2 separate regions of the Mus musculus genome follow, and region 2 is linked to region 1. The links are chromatin contacts, called in public targeted proximity ligation maps. All regions are on one chromosome and are shown on one strand. The core of a region is the stretch at or near the end of the contact, and the rest is flanking DNA. Distances in the headings are between cores, read along the strand shown. Region 1 holds the start of Rela (v-rel reticuloendotheliosis viral oncogene homolog A (avian)). Region 2 holds the start of Macrod1 (mono-ADP ribosylhydrolase 1).

The links.
Region 2: a targeted proximity ligation map of pancreatic cancer cells shows a contact between it and region 1. A contact is called at or near these places in 1 of 39 promoter capture datasets (liver) and 1 of 130 datasets of targeted methods (pancreatic cancer cells).

Annotation. Positions count from the first base shown.
Region 1 is chr19:5,635,749-5,639,586 of GRCm38.p6, forward strand. It overlaps Rela (v-rel reticuloendotheliosis viral oncogene homolog A (avian)), which reads left to right and starts at 1,793. Exons shown (of 11, transcript NM_009045.5): 1 at 1,793-2,093; 2 at 2,684-2,710; 3 at 2,803-2,954; 4 at 3,107-3,255. The coding sequence starts at 2,087.
Region 2 is chr19:7,054,748-7,058,585 of GRCm38.p6, forward strand. Macrod1 (mono-ADP ribosylhydrolase 1) reads left to right here and starts at 2,021. Exons shown (of 11, transcript NM_134147.4): 1 at 2,021-2,435. The coding sequence starts at 2,144.

The sequences.
Region 1 (3,838 bases), core at 543-3,042:
TGGCGTCAGTGTCCCCTGCATCCCCTTCGTTTTCTTGACCTTTCTTCTGGAGTGCTGGAGATAAATACCAGTCTTCAGTATGCTAGGCAAGTGCTGTAACTCTGATACACTCCTACCCATCTCCCCCTCTGAGACAAAATCACACCGGCTAGCCCCTGCTGGTCCAGAGCTCTCTTTGTAAACAAAGCTCCATTTTTTTCATTTGTGTTGAGAAAGTGTCTATACAGTCCTGGTTGTCTAGCAACTCACTATGTATAGACTGTACTGGCCTCGAACTAGGAGACCTGCTGAGTCTGCCTCCAGAGTGCTGGGGCTAAAGGCCTGCACTACCAAACACAACTCACATTTATCTTTTATTTTATTTTATTATTTTTATTTTTGTATATATGTGCACATGTGAATGCAGTTGCTCTCAAGAGCCCAGAACAGTGTGAGGTCTCCGGAAGCTGCAGTTACAGTTGCTGATAACTGGACTCTGGTCTTCTGCAAGGGCATTATCGACTCTTAACTGATGGGCCATCTCTCCAGCCTGCAACCATCCTTTTTTAAAGAGCATCTTCTGTAGTTCTGGATGGGTTCAAACTATGTAGAGGAGGATGACGTTGAACGTCTGACCCCATGAGCGCTGGGATTACTGGAGCATCCTGGAGTCAGAGATCAAATCCCAGCTTCCTGCAACGTTATGCAAAAACTACTGAGTTCTCATTTCTAGCCTTTACTTTTTAGTAAGGACGCTGGTATTCATATTAACTTAAATTGTAACTATATGTGTTTTTACAAGTGGTTCATGTGAGGACCAATGATGGCTGTGTGCCATTAATTGGAGATTATATTCATTCTGTCGCCTTGACATCCGCCCTCGCAAAATATTAAACTGCTTTTTCTAATCTGCGCCAAGTGAGAAACTGAAATGAGTGGGAGGGGCGTAACTATTTTCACTTTTGTCTTCCTGTTTTTTTCAGAGCCTGGGAAAGCAATTCAGAATTTCCAATCTTTTCCAATTCCCACATGATTTCCTAATTTAGAGAAAATAAGTCTTTCTCTGAGTGCTGAAACCTCCTGTGGCCCGGGAGGCGCCTCCTCCTTCTGGCATAGTGGAGGCAGCCTGATGTGTTGCGTCCTCCGGCCAGAGTCCCCACACTCAATCTGCACACCTGCCCTTGGCTTAGATGGCAATTTTTGCTCCCTACAAACGCTTTCCTCATTGGAGCCTGGACTCCTGGGAGGCCTTGAAGGAGATGTTCACGGTGTGACCCTAGCTGGTTCCGGAGATCCCTAAAGATCTAAACCTTAGCAGACAGCACCTATGTGTGCAGACGAAGCCCTGGGGCTCTTCCAGCACTCATGGCTCTCAGGGACTCTTAGAGGTACAGGTGTCTGCCTAGTCCTCGGTCTGCCCCTCTACCCTAAGGCCTGTCGGATGCAGCACGCTCGCTCCGCGAAGCACTCCTGCGCGCAGCCGGATCTAGGTTGGGGAGCATGTGGCCCGTAGCACGCGGGTCCCCAGAAGGCCCCTGCACGCTTAGGAAAACGTGTGGAATTCAGTCACTGGCCTCCGCGGGAGCAGCAGGCCTGGGCCTCTCCCTGCGCAGGGCGAATGGCCGCAGCCTGCCACCAGCCCTGGCTCGGCTCCAGTCCCGGCCAGGGTGACATCACCAAACTCCTGAGATCAGAGCGGGGCGGGGAACGGGACCCGAAATCCCCTAAAAACAGAGTGAGTAATCGCGGGCCCGCCCTCCAGGCGGGGCCGGGAACGGGACCGGGACCCCGAGCGAGCCGCGCTGCGGAGCTTGTAGTCGGGCCGGCCTCGGGACAAACAGCCTCGGCGTCCTCCCGCCGCGCTGCGGTGTCCCCGCCCGCGCGCCCGCCGCACACCTTCCGCGCCCAGCGTGAGTCGCGCACCTGCTCTCGGCCCCCCACGCGCGGCGGTGGCGGTGGCGGCGGCTCAGCGCGCAGGCGCGGCCGGATTCCGGGCAGTGACGCGACGACGGGCGCGCGCCGCGCATTTCCGCCTCTGGCGAATGGCTTTACTTTAGCGCGCCGTGGGCTCAGCTGCGACCCCGGCCCCGCCCCCGGGACCCTGACCATGGACGGTGAGGCTGCCCTCTGGCTCGGGGGATGGCTGCCCTAGAGCTCCGGGGCCTGCGGCGGAATCTCCCCCCTCCCCGCGCCGTCTTCCGCCCCTTTCTGCGCCGCGGGTTGCTGCGCAGGGAGCGGCAGGCCGGATGGTGGCACGGGGCGGGGCGGGCTGCGAGGGGGTCTGACTCAGTTACCCCTCTCAGTGGAGGGCGCCTTGACTCAGTGTCCCTCCTGGGTGGGGGTACGGGTGAATCTTGACTCCGTTTCCTCCGGCTCCCCCCACCCCCGTGTCGATGCGATTAGTTCTGGCTTCCTTTCCGTGTAAGGAAGAAAGTATCTGACTCAGTTTCCCCAGAAGAGGAGAGGAGGGTATTACCCCCTCCTCAGTGTCACTTATGAACGTAAAACAGGCACTGACTCAGTTTCCCCTGGCAAAGGAATGCCTCTGTGTCCCCTTTCTCTAGTTCCCCGGCCTCTGTCAGGGCAGGTTTCAGGGTCTTGGCTCAGTTTTCTTGGAAGGGAGGGAGCTTGGCTCTGTCAGGCCTTCGCAGGTGAGGGTGGGCACTGGAGTTTATTGACAATGTGCCTTGTCTTTCCCTTTCAGATCTGTTTCCCCTCATCTTTCCCTCAGGTAAGTTGGACCATCCATCCTCAGTAGTCAGGGGCTGTCCTGGAGTCGGGGCCGTGGGGATAGCACCTGATGGCTGACTGTGTCACCCACAGAGCCAGCCCAGGCTTCTGGGCCTTATGTGGAGATCATCGAACAGCCGAAGCAACGGGGCATGCGATTCCGCTATAAATGCGAGGGGCGCTCAGCGGGCAGTATTCCTGGCGAGAGAAGCACAGATACCACCAAGACACACCCCACCATCAAGGTAAGCAAGAGCCCCCAGGGGTGTCGCTGGGACACAGATGTGGTGGAACGCACTGTGCAGCCCCAGCAGACTTGCCTCCTGGTCACCGTGCCCTGTGTCTAAGAGCCAGATTAGGGATTGCTGGCCACTAGAGTACTCTGTACTTTGGACAGATCAATGGCTACACAGGACCAGGAACAGTTCGAATCTCCCTGGTCACCAAGGATCCACCTCACCGGCCTCATCCACATGAACTTGTGGGGAAGGACTGCCGGGATGGCTACTATGAGGCTGACCTCTGCCCAGACCGCAGTATCCATAGGTGAGTTCCCTATGGGCTGGGGGTGGTGTGAGGGCAGGGTAGGAGCAGGCCGGCCAGGCAGCTCTTACAGTGTTGCTCTTTTCTAAACACAGGCAGAATCCAGAGTTCTTAACTCTGTCTCCAGTTTGCAAACAGACCTCCTTTGTCTTGAATTCTCTAACAGTTGGGAACTCCTTATCTTCTTAGAGCCACAAACCCTATGGCTGGACAGGCCAGCCTCTTAGCCTCTTGGATCAGAAAGATATCCAAATGGACCCTCCTAGAGCTTAAATACCAGTTGGTAAAACCAGGCGATAATTGTACAGACAGATAGACGAGATACTGGTAGAGAATTATAACTTCCATGATGGAAAGAAAACACAGTTATAAATTAGGAGGAGGAGTCTGGTCTCAGGAAGCTCAAGCTGGCCTTGAACTCGTTAGGGTTCCCCTGCCTCCTCTTCTCAACTCCAGGGGAATAGGCATGTAGCACCGTGTCCTGCTGCACAGGTCTCACGACTTTGGGTTGGAGGGTTACAGAAGGCCTCTGTGCTAACTCTTAAATGGTGAGAAAAAGCAGACAGACCCAAAAGAACATTCCGTG
Region 2 (3,838 bases), core at 771-3,270, 1.4 Mb after region 1:
CTAAACTCTGGAACCTGTGAAGATGGCCTCTGGCAAAGGGAAACGGCGGCTATAAACCAGCTGATTGTGGGCAAGTACTGACTGTCTCCTGGATGCTGACGGGGCCCGGCGTAACCACAGCCTGGGAAATGGTAGATGGAGAACCAGAGAGCATGGTCCACACCACATGAAAGACAGGAGCAGCCTGGGCTCACTGCCAGGCTGCTGGAGGATCTACAGGAAGGGCCCGTGACCTCTGGAAAATCCTGGGACAAGCTCCCTTAGAGCTTCCAGGAAGGGATGAAGCCAGAGGCATGCAATTCTGGTGACTCACGTCAGATTCTTGTCTCAGAAATAAGCTGAGAAATCTGCATTGTTTACGTTGCCAGGTTGGTGGTGAGGTTTCAATAGGAGGGTCGTTCGCTTTGCTCTCTCTCCTTTTTGTTTTGTTTCCCAGGAACTAAATCTTTATTTGTAAAGTTTAGGGAGCAAGGCCTGGAGAGATGGCTCAGATATTAAGGTTCACAGTAACAATTTCTAAAATTTTTTTTAATGTGTTTGGGTGTTTTCCAGCCTGTGTGGCTGTGCACTACTCCATGCAAGGCCAGAAGAGGGCGTGGCATCCCTTGGAACTGGAGTTACAGAAGATTTTTGAGCCACCATGTGAGGGCTGGAAATAGAATTCTGGTCCTCTGGAACAGCAGTCAGGGATCTTAACTGCTGAGTCATCTCTCCAGCCCCGGGATTTAAATCCCTCCCCCACCCCCGCTTTCTTTTTAAATAAAAATGTAGAGTCTCACTGGGTAGCTCTGACAACCAGCTCTCAGGTAGGCCAGGCTGGTGTGGAACTGAATATGAAGTAGTGGCTAACCGGGAACAGGTTACAGGCATATGTCATTATGGAATATGAGGAAAAAAAAAATTAGCCGGGCAGTGGTGGCGCACGCCTTTAATCCCAGCACTTGGGAGGCAGAGGCAAGCAGATTTCTGAGTTTGAGGCCAGCCTGGTCTGCAGAGTGAGTTCCAGGACAGCCAGGGCTACAAAGAGAAACTCTGTCTCGAGAAGAAAAAAAAAAAACAACAACAACAACAACAACAACAACAAAAGAAAAGGAGAAAAATAAAGAAGAAAAAAATTATCCTTCTTAGGTCACTACTCTAGTGTTTCTATACACCCACATTTATAGATCCATATTCTCTCTCCTTTTCTCCTTTTTTTTTTTGGTTTTTGGTTTTTGAAGACAGGGTTTCTCTGTGTAGCTCTGGCTGTCTGGAACTCTCTGTAGACCAGGCTAGCCTCGAACTCAGAAATCAGCTTGCCTCTGCCTCCCAAGTGCTGGGATTAAAGGCATACGCCACCACTGCCCGGCTCTTTTTTATATTGATTGTTAGACTGACCTATTGACTGAGACAGGGTCTTGCTATGTGGCTGCCTTGTAAGTCAGGCTGATCCTAAACTTTCCTAAGATCCTCCGCCCTCACCCTCTGGAATGCTGGATTGTAAGTATGCCTTACCATGCCTATTTGACACCTAGGTTTCTTCCTGTCAAATCTCACTAATGTCTTGTGAGCTGCTGTGGAATTCAGTCGGCGCTGCTTGGCTCTTGGAGCTTAAGGGAGGTCGAGCTCTTCAGAAAAGTTGCCCCACCCTAACACATAGGTCCGCGGCACCTATCACCCCCGCCCCACCTTGGCAGGCTGGAACGTGCAGCTGCTGTGGATCAGAAGCAGAGCTGGGTGATGCGGAGGCACCAACACAAGTCCAGGTCTCTCTATGCCTACAAAACACGCGATAGGACCGAGTTTACTTATGAGCCACGGCAACTAGGCGGAAAGAACTAGAAGCCGACTTGGCGGGAAAACCCACGCACGGAGTGCCTTGTCGAATCACCGAGCTTCGGAAGGTTGGCTGCAGCCACACTCGGGAGGACACAGACAGGCTGGGTGCGCACGTGTGTGCTACCAGTGCGTGAGCGCAGTGGGCCGGGACGGAACTACAAGTTCCAGGGTGCCCAGCGGCGCGCCGCCCGCGGTCTCTAAGCAGGTCGCCACGGGCTGGCACGCGCCACTCTCGTCCCAGAGTAAATAAGGGACCGAGCGCGACTCTCCGGAGCACCGTAAATAGAGTCCGAGTGGGCGGGGAGCCGCCCGGCACCGCCTGCTCATGTCGCTGCAGAGCCAAGTGTCCGGCCGCCTGGCACAGCTGCGCGCGGCGGGGCAGCTGCTGGTCTCCCTGCGCCCCTGGCCCGGCCGCTCGGCGGGTGGCCCGCGGCCCCGTGGCAGTGCGTGCGGTCCCCTGGTGGCACTGGGCGAGCACGGCTACTGCGCGTGGCTCTCGGCGGGAGTTGGGGCGTGGGGGGCGGCGGGGCGTGGAGCCTGGGTGCGCACCTGGGCCCCCCTGGCCATGGCCGCGAAGGTGGACCTGAGCACCTCCACCGACTGGAAGGAGGCCAAATGTAAGTGTGAGCGCAGGGCGTGGGTCTCCCCGGCCGAAAGGCACTCCACGAGCAACTGAGACACTCGGGAACCCCTTTAGCCCACATCCATACCCAGCTCCTACACCAGGTTACCCCTTGACTAAACGAGTGGGGAAGGCGGCCTTACCTCAGCAATGGTCCCAGGTAGTCCACACCCCCCACACCCCCAGATCCTCTGGGATCTGCCACCTTCCTCCATGCATGCACAGGAGGGAAACTGAGGCTTAGGGCCAGAGTTCACTTCCCCAAGGTCAGGCTGGGAGTGTGCAAAGGCAAAGTGTAGAAGCTTGGCCTATCAGGTAGGGTCAGGTAGCCCCAAGAATGGCAGCTCGGGGGCCTCTCTGGGAGTATGGTAGGTGCCCGTTTTGCCCTCCTGCTGGCTTCTGGCCCCTTGCCAGCACTTTGCTCCTTCTTGAGGGACTGGGATCATAGAACTTGGAGAGCAGGCTGACATCGGGCGTGGGCTTGTGAGAATCACTGACTCCCTCAAGAATGAAAGTATTTCTCCTCCTGGACGGGCATGCCAGGAAGGGGCCACGGGTCCCGGACGACCTAGTCGCTAACTGGAATGCAAAGTGCAGAGCCCCAAATAGCCCTGAGTGGCAGTCCAGCTGCCCCTGCCTTTCAGCGCCAGTGCTTCCCTTATTATTCCGGGCCGATCCTCCTCCCAATGAGCGGCTAAGGCCATTGGCTGGGCTGCTAGTGGGCGTGACCATGGGGGCTGGGTCAAGCGGGGTTGAAGGTAACCTCAGATTGGTTCCTTTTTAGAAAAGAGAGCTCTCCCTTGTTGCAAGTCTGCCCAGGATCCTAAAGCACTTGACAGTCTTCTTTGGGAGCAATCAGAACTTGCCACTCCCTCAACCTTGGCCGGGAGTTGCGGGGCTCGTCCAGAATTCCAGCAGAGGGAGTTAGTGTTCTTCCTTAGAGTCCTGCTTACCCATGGAGAGCAGCAACCCAGGGAGAGGAGGAGAGTTGGGGCAGTACCACACGTAGTGTACCGTCTGCGTCTATTTCTACATTCCAGCCCTTCTCCCCGTAGCTCCCTTTTCCTTGGTGACCCTGAAAACCAGCCTAACCTGGGAAAGCTGATGGGACCTGAGGTTCCTCAGCTGCTGGACAGACGCTATTTTCTTCCTTTCTGTGCCAAGCGGGGAGTCAGGGGCGCTGGTCCTTGAGCCTCTGGAGAGTCTGATCTCCGCTTGCCATTTCCGCCGGGCTTAATGGGATTAGAGATGCCAGTGTGCTGCGGCTAGCTTTTAGGCCTTTGCATGGGTTCTGGGGATCAAATTCCGTTTACCCACCCACTAACCCGTCTATCTCCTTGGCCCTCATTCAGTAAACTTTTACCTCACGCCCTATTGGTACCAGCGCTGTAGGATTCA